Regions from separate parts of the Sus scrofa genome. Here region 2 is linked to region 1. A link is a contact called in public HiChIP or PLAC-seq data. All regions are on one chromosome and are shown on one strand. The core of a region is the stretch at or near the end of the contact, and the rest is flanking DNA. Distances in the headings are between cores, read along the strand shown.

The links. HiChIP or PLAC-seq counts read pairs in DNA pulled down with a chosen protein or histone mark.
Region 2: an H3K27ac HiChIP or PLAC-seq map of alveolar macrophages shows a contact between it and region 1. The contact joins the promoter of ZSWIM6 here to the promoter of ELOVL7 in region 1. A contact is called at or near these places in 1 of 5 promoter capture datasets (fetal liver) and 1 of 2 datasets of contacts at active chromatin or transcription factors (alveolar macrophages).

The regions. Positions count from the first base shown.
Region 1 is chr16:39,677,548-39,683,568 of Sscrofa11.1, forward strand. ELOVL7 (elongation of very long chain fatty acids protein 7) reads right to left here and starts at 2,726. Exons shown (of 8, transcript XM_021077108.1): 1 at 2,514-2,726.
Region 2 is chr16:40,103,092-40,109,112 of Sscrofa11.1, forward strand. ZSWIM6 (zinc finger SWIM domain-containing protein 6) reads left to right here and starts at 2,408. Exons shown (of 14, transcript XM_021076973.1): 1 at 2,408-3,088. The coding sequence starts at 2,434. It overlaps LOC110257311, which reads left to right and starts at 3,095. Exons shown (of 1, transcript XM_021076974.1): 1 at 3,095-6,021. The coding sequence starts at 3,532. The coding sequence ends at 4,248.

The sequences.
Region 1 (6,021 bases), core at 1,476-3,975:
TTTTGTCTTTTCTAGGGCTGCACCCATGGCATATGGAGGTTTCCAGGCTAGGGGGTCCAATCAGAGCTGCAGCCACCGGCCTATGCCACAGCCACAGCCACAGTAACACCAGATCCGAGATGAATCTGCAACCTACACCACAGCTCACAGCAATGCCAGATCCCCAGCCTACTGGGTGAGGCCAGGGATCAAACCCACAACCTTATGGTTCCTAGTTGGATTTGTTAACCACTGAGCCACGACTGGAACTCCCATTATATTTCTAAATGGAATGTTTAGCCAGGATGGCCAGATTCCTGTCTGCAGCAAAAGAGATGGCAGAGACTTTCCACGCTTCCTCTACAATGCCTGCCAGCTCCTCCATGTCTACCAGTGTAAACTCCCTAACCTCCTCTAAAACTTGGCTTAAAATTTTCAGAAAGTTTTCCAGCATCATTCAACCCACTCCATTTGTGCTCCCTTAATTCATTTTGCACCATATTCTGCAAACACACATCAAGCAACTATTAATCATAAGGCGCAAAGAGTCACTTTCCTAAGTTGTTTACAACCTTTCTGTGAACACCAAACATTTAGGAAAGAAGTCAACCAACAGTAAAGTAATGATATAAGTGTTAAGTGAATGTTCAGAAGTGGGGAAGAGGGAGACTGAGTAAGAGAAGAAGGTGAAGGGGGTAAGATTGACAAAGGCTAGAAGGAAGAGACAAAGTAAAAGTTTAATAGAGATTTCAAGACTGAGAGAAACGTGAAGCTGAGTTGTGCACCTGGGTGCCTAGTCTAAAGGGAGGGAGGCTGACATAAATGATCTTAACTAGAAATGCTTTGGGACAAGTTCAAATGGAAAGTTTTGCTATGCACTAACAGACACTACATGCTACACTAAAAGTGAAGAAGATACATGGAAAGTAGCAGCCATAACAGAAGTAACAAAGTTCTGTGTGAAAACAAACAAAACACACAAACAAAAAACTAAATGAGTACAAAGTTATAGAAGAAGGGAAAGAGGGACCTTGAGAATGGGAGCCTGGTCGGTGAAGCATGAAACAGCACAGGACTCTGGGAAAGTAAGGAGGAAGAAAGGAACTCCAGGTGAGGCAGTAAACACAGTGGTCAACAGCCCCAGTGCTAGACCAGAACTCCCTGAGTTGCAATCCCCTTCAGCTATTAGTGTCTCTTGGGCAAGTTCCTGTGTCTCAAGCTTCCTCATCTGTAAAATGAGGATAATGTTATCATTTATCCCATAGGATTGCTGCAAGGATTAAAAGAGTTGATACAAGTTCACTGATGCAAGAACAGTGCCCGGCAGGGAAGCACTCGATAAAGGCCTGCCACTGCGGGGAGAAGATTTAACTTTTAGTGACCTTGATGGGGCAACAATTTCTGGCCAGCAGTAGGAGCAGAAACTACAAAGTAAGAGAATTAACAAGTAAGTGATTGATAAGAAGGCAGAGGCAACCACAAAGTATATTCACGACTCTTTCACAGCAGTTAAAAGCGAGGAGTCCATAAAGAGTAACCTGCGAGTATAGGGTTAAGTGAAAACGCTTTTCGAGGGGATATCTTAGCAAGAGGAAAAAGGCTTGGCTCGCCAAAACTATTCTTCAGTCGGTGTGGGACTTGTTTTCCCAACCACACAGCGAGCTGGACAGAGTAGACACCAAATCCTTCCTGTCCCAGCTTCCCCCCCAGGGAGCACGAAAGAGCGCTCTCTCGGCATCCGGTAAGTTTGAATCAGCGCTGGCTGATTAGGGGGTAAGGCCCATTTCCTAACCACCGATACCTTGGGAGATGAAACAACAGGCTTTCCGATTTCCATCTCCGGCACGACCTGCTCTACCGCTCTGTACTCATCACTCTCAAGCGGCCGCCGCCGGGACAGGATGCAGTTCGAGAAGCCAGAGACAGCGCCCCGCTGCAAGAGCAGCGCCCCAAGTTCATTCCAGCCTTGAGGACACAAAAGCGCCCCAGAAAAAAAAGTAACAGAAAGAAAGGGGCTTGGGGATTTGGAGGGATGGCGAGCGAGGCCAGATCCCAGAGCTGGGAAAGTGACCCCGACGGTCAAGGTCGAGCAGGTCCCTCTCTCAGTCCCACAGGCGAGCACCTTTGCCCTCCCACCCGGAACAGCAGGGCCGCATCCCAAGGGAGCGCTCGCTGGAGGCTCAAAGCCCCGGGGCGGCTGGGACCGCCGTCCCCTTGGGATGCTGGGATCCGCGGGGTCTCCCCCGGAGGGCGCAGGTGAGCGCGGCGGCCCCGCCCTCCAGCGGGAAGGGCCCCAGCCCGGGGAACCCGCAGTCGGTGCGGCGGGCACTTGAGAAGCGCCCCCCAGAGTCCAGACAGGGCCTGGCCGGGCTCTCCAGTCTTCGGGACCCGGATCTCGCTCCTCGCGCGCCGCGCCCGAGTTCTTTTCACCCGGCCACCCCCGAATCCCAGCCCCCGGGGTCTCTCTCCTTCCATCGCCTCTCCGACCCGGAAAAGTTCGGCCCCAAACCACCTACTGGGAGCCCCGTACTCACCCGGCGGAGAGTGGAGCCGAATCCCCGGACACGGGAGCAGAGGGCGGCGGCGGGCTGCGGCGCGAGCTTGGAGCTCCTCACAGCGGCCCCTGCTGCCCCGGCCGCAGACCAAGCTGGAAAAGAGGCGGAGGCCGCCGGGGTGTCACCTGCCCGCTCTCCCACCCCGCCGCGTGACGCCACGCAGCGCCGCCCCCTGCCCGCCCGCCCGCCGCCTCTGCAGCCAGGTACCCGCGAGGGCCGCGGGGAGGAGCCCGCCGCCCGCCGGGAGGGAGCGGCCGGGAAGAGCGCGCGGCCTCGGTTGCCCCACCTCCGCCTAGCTGGAAGCCCTGTGACTCGGTGCGCGGCTGGGACAGGGGACCCAAGACCGATTGGAGAGATCCGTTCTGGCCTCTGGAGTAATTACATTGCCTTCTGAGCACAAATGCTATCACCTCAGGTCATCTCGAGCCTTAACATAGTGTGAAAACTGTCGTCATGCATGACTCAGGATTGAGTTGTAGAAAAATCTGAGGCCGGTGGGGGAGAGCGAGAAAAAAGAGGTTCTTGGTCCTGAAAAGGCTATTCAGAAGGTTAACTCATTATCTAAAATGGAGGTCAGACCCAACAGCGGCTGTAAGCGTAATTTGGATCAGCTCCGTCCTCTGCTTATTAAAAACTGGAGAATTGCCGCAAATATTGCGGAGCGAAGGGGACTTTTAGAGCAATGAAGAGCAAATTGTATATAATCTAAGTTAACTTTTTTGCTCTGGTTAGTAACGGCAGCTGCTGCAGCAAACAAAATCTGGCACGTTGATGTCTCCTTATCCACTCTTGGGCTGAGTTGTGGGGAGGATGAATGTTAGGCGTTATGCGCGCTCCATTATTTTTTAACTGACTTGGCTTTGTGTCTGATCATGATCCTCCAAATCGCTGTCATGTTTTGGAACCCTGGCATCAATAGCTGGAAGACAAAACAAGAGTCCCAAGAAGTTATTTGCCCAGGAGGCAAAAACCAAGAACTAGATTTGAGCTGTTTCTAGAAAAGTGAAAAATAACGTGAGGGGTTGCAATCCCTAACCAGTGCACCTCATTAATGTGACCTGTGACTTTTAAGCCTGGATCAGAACAAAAAGATCCGGATAATCCAGGAGGGAGGGTAAAGAGAACACTTAATGAGCCACAAGCTGTTTTCCTCACATGCAGGTGTTGCTTTCCACCACCTAATTCTAGGTAGTCAACAGAGTTTTTATTTTGTTGTTGCTGTTGTTGCTGTGTTGTGGGCTGCACCCGTGGCATACAAAAGTTCCCAGGCCAGGGACTGACCTCCACCACAGTAGTGACAATGCCTATCCAAAACTGCTAGGCCTCCAAGGAACCAATATGAGATTTTAAATGCTTTACACAAACCTTGGAGAGCCCCCATAGTGGCCACTGAGGAAAAAGCAAAAAACACGAAAGCTTAAATTTAAGAAAATCCCAGCTTGAGGGAAACCAAAGATTTCTCTTTCCTTTTAGATAAACTTTGCTTTCATAATAAAAATTATGTAAATGTATTATTCATTTAGTAGATGTGGAAAACTAGAGACAATTGCTTAACAATATTTGTGTCTGGGAATTCCCATCGTGGCACAGTGGTTAACGAATCTGACTAGGAACCATGAGGTTTTGGGTTCAATCCCTGGCCTTCCTCAGTGGGTTGAGGATCCCGTGTTGCTGTGGCTCTGGCGTAGGCCGGCGGCTATGGCTCTGATTAGACCCCTAGCCTAGGAATCGCTATATGCCAAGGGAGCGGCCCTAGAAAAGGGAAAAACACCAAAAAAAAAAAAAAAAAAAAAAAAAAACAATATTTGTGTCTGCTAATACCTATCTATATGTAGTTGTGAAATTTCAAGTACGAAAGAGGTCTTATGGATTCAGAAGATTATCTCATTATCTAAAATGAAATGGAAGTTAGACCCAACGCCAGCTGGAAGCCGAATTTGGATCAGCTCTGAATGGATTCATTCACCTAACACATATATGTTCTAGGCTCTGAAGATTCAACATATAAAAAAACAACAACAAAAAAAATCCTCTGGGTTTGTTTTTTTTGTTTGTTGTTGTTGTTGTTTTGTCTTTTTTTTAGCACTGCACCTCTGGCATATGGAGGTTCCCAGACTAGGGGTCTAATTGGAGCTGTAGCCGCCAGCCTACGCCACAGCCACAGCAACTTGGGATCCTTAACCCACTGAGCAAGGCCAGGGATCGAACCTGTGTCCTCATGGATGCTAGTCAGGTTCATTTCCACTGAGCCACAAGGGAAACTCCAAAATCCTCTGTTCTTGTGGAGTGTACCTTCCTTCTAGCTGGGGATAACAGATCACAGATGAATAAACAAGTAAAATACAAGTGTTCATGTTGTGATAAGAACTATGAAGATAAAGAAGTGGAAGGAATGGGGCTTTTGGAGATGGGGAGCTGCAATATTAAAGTAGCATTTGTGCCAAAATTGTAAAACAATGAAGTGGCAAGCCTATGTGTCTCTCTGGGTGACAGCATTCTAGTCAGTGGGAACTGTAAGGTGGAGGGCATAAGCATGCCCTGGATGATCACAGGCACCCAATAGCAAGGAGGCCAGAGTGGTTGAATTGGAAGGAGTGAGGACAGTAGTAATAAGTGAGGTCAGAGAGTTAAGGGAAGCATTTTGGGTACAAAAGTGACATCATTTAACTGAAAAATTAAAAAAAAAAAATACCCTGGCATCTTTCTTAAAAGTAAGATGAGTGTGGAATGGGAAAGGTAGAAGCAGGTAGATGATTAGAAGACTCTTTTTTTTTTTTTTTTTTTTGGTCTTTTTAGGGCCACACCTGGACAAATGCAAGTTTCCAGGCTAGAGCCATAGCCACTGGCTTATGCCACAGCTACAGCCACAGCAACAGCAGGTCTGAGCTGCATCTACACCACATTTCATGCCAACACTGGATCCTTTAACCCACTGAGCAAGGCCAGGGATCAAAGGATTGAAACCATGTCCTCCTGGATACTAGTTGGGTTCTTTACCACTGAGCTACAAAAGGAACTCCCTAGAGGGTTCTTAAAACATCCAGATGGAAGATATAAGTAGCTTGGACCAGGTTGATTGGTAGTGGTGAGAGGAGGTCAAAATTTAAAACTATGTTCTGAAGGGAATATCAACAGGATTTCCCAAGGATCTGATATGTGGTATGAAAGAGATTTACAAAAAAAAAAAAAAAAAAAAAAAAAAAAAAAAAAAAAAAGTCAAGGATACCTCCAGGGAGTTCCTGTTGTGGCTCAGCATTTTTTAAATTAATTAATTAATTAATTGTCTTTTTAGGACTGCACCCGCAGCATATGGAGTTTCTCAAGTTAGGGGTTGAATCTGAGTTGTAGCTGCCAGCCTACACCACAGCTGCAGCAATGCCAGATCCGAGCAACATGGTATCCTTAACCCACAGAGCGAGGCCAGGGATCAAACCTGTGTCCTCATGGGTACTAGTCGGGGTCATTAACCACTGAGCCGTGATGGGAA
Region 2 (6,021 bases), core at 1,158-3,657, 430 kb after region 1:
TCAATACAAAATCAAGATCTCTAAACATTAGGCACTGCCAAAGAGGTCTACTTTCCTGTGCAATATGAATTAATTTCTTCCACTGACACTTCACAGGATCTTGAATGAGTCACTTATCCTGTCTAGAGGTATGAATTTTGTCATCTTTAACTTTCCAGTTCAGCGGTTCTGCCTGTATGTGTATGAATATGCTTGGTAATCTACACAGTATTACACAAACCTAAATCCTGTCATTACTGTTTGAGGATAGAACAGAAGCCACATTTTACTTTTCGACTTTCTTCTTTTATCACCTATATTTTTAAAAATTAAAATCTTTTTATTTTTCAAGAAACCCAGAAATGGAACAACTGGAGGAAAAACCTTCCCCCTCCCTTTTGCCCATAAAGATATTCTTCCAGTTTTCTGCCCAGGCCTTTTCCTAAGCATTGAGGAGGTGCCCAGAAAAATACCAGATGGATATACAAAAACATAATGTCACCAAAATTTTCCTAACAAGTAAGGCAGCTATGGAAAGTCGGCCAGCATCAGGTCCCCTGGGAACCTGCAGTCTGGGGCTTGGTGAGGCCTGAAGAGGGAAAGAACCAAGACGTGGAGCTCTAGGTCTCCGGGGCCCGGCCCTGAGTGGACGATTTTTTAAAACTCAGGAGCGCTCTTACCCCTTTAAATCCAAGCAACGAGGAGGCAGGTGGCTCTCCTCCAATAACCTTAAAAGATGCGAGTGTCAAAGAAGATAGGGTTTATCTTCTACAACAGCGACAGTATCAGTGACATGGTTTACAGCAAAAACAGAAGGCAGGGCAAAGAGTAAGGGTGTCTCTAACGTGATAATTAAGTCTGTGTCTTGGACCCAGGTTCGACGGAGCTCTGCTGAGTGCGAAAAACAACGTCCGTAGCGTTCCTGGTTCAGCCTGGGACTCTCCGCTTCTACCCTGGCCCTGGCCCCAGCAAGCTGTGTCCTCTGTTCGCCCGCCCTGCACGCTGCCTTTACCCTGGAGGATGGGCCGCTCGGGGCGGCAGAGAGCGCGGCGCACATCCCGAGCGCCAGGGCTCCCCTCAGCCCGACGCCTGGGGCCGAGGCGTGCCAGATTCAAGTGCGCACCAAGCGCGCTCGCAGCCGCCGTCCGCTGCGGAGCAGCCGGGGCGCGCCGTCTGCAGTTGCTGGGCTGTGCGCTCGGGCCCGTAGGGTGTGTGTGTGTGTGTGTGCGCGCGCGCGCGCGCCCGCCCGTGGTGTCTGTACTCACAAAGGTGTGTTTGCTAAACCCACTGCCCCCGGGTGCCCTCCACTACGAGCCCGATCACTCTCAGGCATGGACTGGTGTATCCGCAGCGCGGCCGCGGGGGCGACAAGGGCCGGTTCAAGTTCCCCAGCTCCGCGCCGGCGAGCGGGCCGGCTTCCTCGCCCGCGGGGCTGAGGAAGCGCGAGGGCGGGGCGGCTGTGGCTGGCTCCGGACGCAAGTCGCACTGCTACTGGGCAGGTTCGGAGCGCTCTGCGCTTTATCGGACACTTTGGCAGGCTCAGGAGCCGAGACAGAGCGGACTTGGAGCTCGGGGCTGGGTGCACTGCAGCCACGAGGGGCAGCGGGGCTGGTGCTCTCCTCCTCCGCCTAGGTTTGCAAAAGTGAACTGGAAAACAGCCGCGGAACGCAGCCTCCTCCCTTTTCTCCGGCGCCGCAGCCTGGGCTGGGGGTGGGGGGAGTTCCTCCGGTCTGACTGGAGGGGAAGCGGGCGGCCGGGCAGCTTCAGCCGCACCTCCTCCGCCTTCCTCTCCACCCCGGTCCCCGGGGTTCCACGCCGCATTTCTTTGTTTTGAAAGCGCCTCCTCCGCCCAGAGGCTTTTCCCCCGGCGGGCAGGCTCTGATGGGGGGGTGGGGCATCGACCCGCCGGCCCCGCCCTCCATTTAGCTCGGACACCTCCTCCTTACTCACCTCCTATCTCCCCTTCCCTCCCCGCTGCGACCCACGAGGCGCGTCCTCACTTGCAGGACATCAAAGGATGGCAGGGAATTGGAGGGGTAAGTTGAGTAGGCTAGGGGCGCAAAGACCCACCCACCTTAGGCCAGGCCTGGCGGCCCGCCCCCTCCCGCGGGAACCCTGCCAGAGCCCCGCCCCTCCGCGTCACAGCAGCCTGACATTCTCACAACCCCACCGGCACCCAACCCCACCGCCCCCGCTACCCTGGTGTCCGCGGAGTGCTCTATTTATGTTTCAGCCCAGCGATTTGCATAGGGCCCGCCCCTGGCCCTAGGTCCCCCTATCGGTGCCCCGCCTCAGCCAGGACGTCATGGAGAAGGCCTCGCCTCTTGTGCCCATACAAGGAGCGGCGGGCCCTAGATGGCAGCGTGGCGTCGCGGCGGCGTGTGCGTGTCGCGCTTCCTTGTGCCGTTTATAGGGTCTCGGCACTTCCGCTGTCGGGTTAGAAGCGGCGCGGTCATGGCGGAGCGCGGACAGCAGCCTCCTCCCGCGAAACGGCTCTGCTGCCGGCCGGGCGGCGGCGGCGGCGGCGGCAGCGGCGGCGGGGCCAGCAGCGGCGGCGGAGGAGCGGGTGGCGGTTACAGCTCTGCCTGTCGGCCGGGCCCGCGGGCGGGCGGTGCGGCGGCAGCGGTGTGCGGGGGCGGCGCAGCGTTGGGGCTGCTGCCACCGGGCAAGACCCAGAGCCCCGAGTCGCTGCTGGACATCGCTGCGCGCAAGGTGGCTGAGAAGTGGCCGTTCCAGCGCGTGGAGGAGCGCTTTGAGCGCATCCCGGAGCCGGTGCAGCGCCGCATCGTCTACTGGTCCTTCCCCCGCAGCGAGCGGGAGATCTGCATGTACTCGTCCTTCAACACCGGCGGCGGCGCCGCGGGCGGCCCCGGCGACGACAGCGGCGGCCCCGGCGGCGGCGCGGGCGGCGCGGGCGGCGGCGGCTCCTCGTCCTCGCCGGCCGCCACCTCGGCCGCCGCCGCCGCCGCCGCTGCCGCCGCCGCCGGGGCCGGGGCCCCGTCGGTGGGGGCCGCCGGGTCGGCGGACGGCGGCGATGAGACACGGCTGCCCTTCCGCCGGGGCATCGCGCTGCTGGAAAGCGGCTGCGTCGACAACGTCCTGCAAGTCGGTGAGTCACGGGGCAGTCTGGGGGCCGTCTGTCCGTCGGTCAGTCCCTCAGGGGGGCGCCCGCCCCCTCCCCTCTGGGCAGCCCCTCAGCGCAGCGCGCGCCCGCACCCCGCCCGGTGCCCTCACCGGCCCGGACAGTCCTCCTGAGTGGAGCGCCCATTTCCTCCCCGCCCCTCCCCGCCCCCTGTCTCCCCGGACGGGCCAGCGCGAGTGGGAAATGAATCAGCAGGACGCGCCCCGCCGCGGGGTCGGCGGGGTGGGTGTCGGGTGCTCCCGGTCCCCTCCATTCCTCCCCCTCCTCCCCCGGAGCACGTCCTGGAGCCCTGCTCGCCTGTTTTGGGGGGTGAATGTGGACAAAGGCACCGGCGGACGGCCGGGCTCCGGCGGAGGGTGTGTGTGGCGGGGCCGTGCGGGGCGGGGGAGGGGGCGCGGGCCGCACAGACAATGCCGGCCGGTGCCGAGCGGGCGGCCGGGCCGAGCTCTATGCTCTCTCTCCTCTCTTTCCTTGTCTGTGGCTCGCTGAGCGTCTTTCTTTCTCCTCTCCCCCTCCCTCCCCGCCCCCTCGATTTGAGGGGAGGAAAATACATTTTAATGCCACTCGGCGGCCGCTCCTCTCAGGGCTTCGACGGGCTGGCGGCCGTGGCGCTCCAGGGGTCGCTGCGGCGTCTGGGCTGGCCCGGACGAGCTCCGCCGGTCGCCCCGGGATTTAAATGTCCTTCGCTCCGCGCCTTGCCCTGTGGGAGCTGCGCGGGCGGCGGGCTGGACGCCTCTCCTGAGGGATCTCTCCCGCCGAAGACGCCCCCCGAATTAAAGGGCGCGAGCCGGGCCGGGAGCGGCTGGCTCTTCCCCTTTCCGAGGCATGCCCGGGTTTCCTCCCGCCAGAGTTCTCTTTGCGCGAGGGGCCGGGGGTCGCGCTCCGTGCGAGCCGCGGGGAGCAGTGACGGCCCGGGGCTCGCGGCCGGCGGCTGCAGGAGCGCGAGGCGGAGGGGCTCCGAGGCTGCTCCCGCGTCCCGCCCGGAGCGACCGCCTGGCAGCCGGGCACGACCTCGCACTTTGTTCTCATTTTCAGGTTTATTTGTGTTCCTTTCAGTTTTCTGTCACCTCCGAAAAGGGGAAACCAAACAAAAGAGTCTCTATTTCTTTTCAGGGCTTGTAAAGTAGAAGATATTTGACAAAGGCGAGAGAAGGACTTGTGATTTAAAGCTGCACAGCCCTCCTTTCTCTGACAGACCATGAGAGTTTTCTCAAATACCGAGTTTTAAGAGCTTTCTCTGTTCTCCCCCCTCCCCCCACCTTCCAGTGTGTTTTTCTGGTCAATTTTTTTTTTTTTTTAAAGCTATAGTCATGGGTGTTTGAGCTGGACTGAAAAGAACAATGCTGTAGTGAAGCTCCCCTTTCCCCATATTTTTGTTCTAATTGCAAGCAGTGTATTTTCTACTCCCTCTCATATTGCTGTCTATTTAGATTGTGGTGGTGAACATTTTTCCTAATGAATGGGGCGAGATTTGCAAGCGTCACTGTCTCTGATTTTTAATTTAATCTTCTTTCCTTAGTCAGTTCCTTTTATCTTTCTTTTTGGGAGTCGGGTGGGGGTCTGGGTAGGGGCCCCAAGAGAGAATTAAGATTTGTTTTAATCCTGTCTGGTTAATTTGAATTCTAATGCAATCTGCAAATGTGATTTTCTGCATGGTCATTTATTTCTAAGGCAGCCCCCAGTGTTGCCTTTTCTAGGTGAGATACCCTTTCCTAAATCTAGAGGAGGATTTAACTTCTGAGGTTATCCATCCATCCATTTTTTAAAAAAATCTAATTAACATTCTTTCATGTTACACAGCGCATCACCGCCCCCCCCCCTTTCGTTTTCTGCCTGGTTGAAATGGATTGAAACACATCCATAGTTTCTCAGTATAACAAACTAGAGTTTGTGAGTTTTTATGGCTTGGCTGGCAGTGTTGAGTTTTTTTTTTTTTTTTTCTCCCTCCCTCTCTGTGCTTGACTCTGCTTGCAAGCAATGAGGAATGACAGAAGAGCACATAGGGAGGGTTTCTTGGCTGATTGCATTTAAGCCAGGAATTCACTGTGAAAATAAAGCCAAGGGACGATAAATAAAAGATGCAATCTTCTCTAGGAGACAGACACACAGCGTGGGCTTTGCCTGCTTTCATTGGTGAAGAGGCCTGGGTGAGTTGTAAAAGAAAATAGTAACTTTTTGAATAGTCCCCAGAGGGGAAGAAGGCCACTGAATGGAGTTGGCAGTGGTTGATATGAAGTAGTATGATGCTTCTCATATAGCTTGAAGGTTTACCGCCCGTTCAGAAACACTTACAGCTAAACAAGTGCTGTACATATTGTGGAAAATGTTCTTTTTTCCTCCTCTGAATTCTGGCAGTTTCCTTAACTTCCAAGTTGTATTACTTGTTGTGCCAGTCAGCTTAGAGATGGAAGGCTGTTGAATGCCTAGCAGCTGGCACTGTGAGATAGAAAATTTATGACCAGGACTTTTCTTGATGAAGAAGGGAGAGAGTGGCTAGATTAACCATCTAATTTAGCTCCAAGTGGTGGTTTGAATTGGAACTAATGTGAGGCTTATTTTATAATTTTGTGATTTGAGGTAGAACTCCATTTCACTTCATAACCTGAAATGGAAAAGGTCAGAATACTGTGTTGATAGCATCATAAGTAGTTTTCTAGTATTGCAAAAGTACAAGTTTGTACAGAAAGTATTCATTGACTTTTGTAGAGATTACTCAATTGCAGCTACAGACAGTCTAGTTGTTGGACTTTATTTTACAGTTGTACTGTTGAAGATTATTTAAGGATCAAGGGACAGAGCATTGGGACCTCCCAGAAATTAAACATACTTGCTTATTTTTCAACTCCTAGAGTTTAAGAAGAAATTTAAAGGAAAATAATTAAACCTTTGGTGTAGTGGTT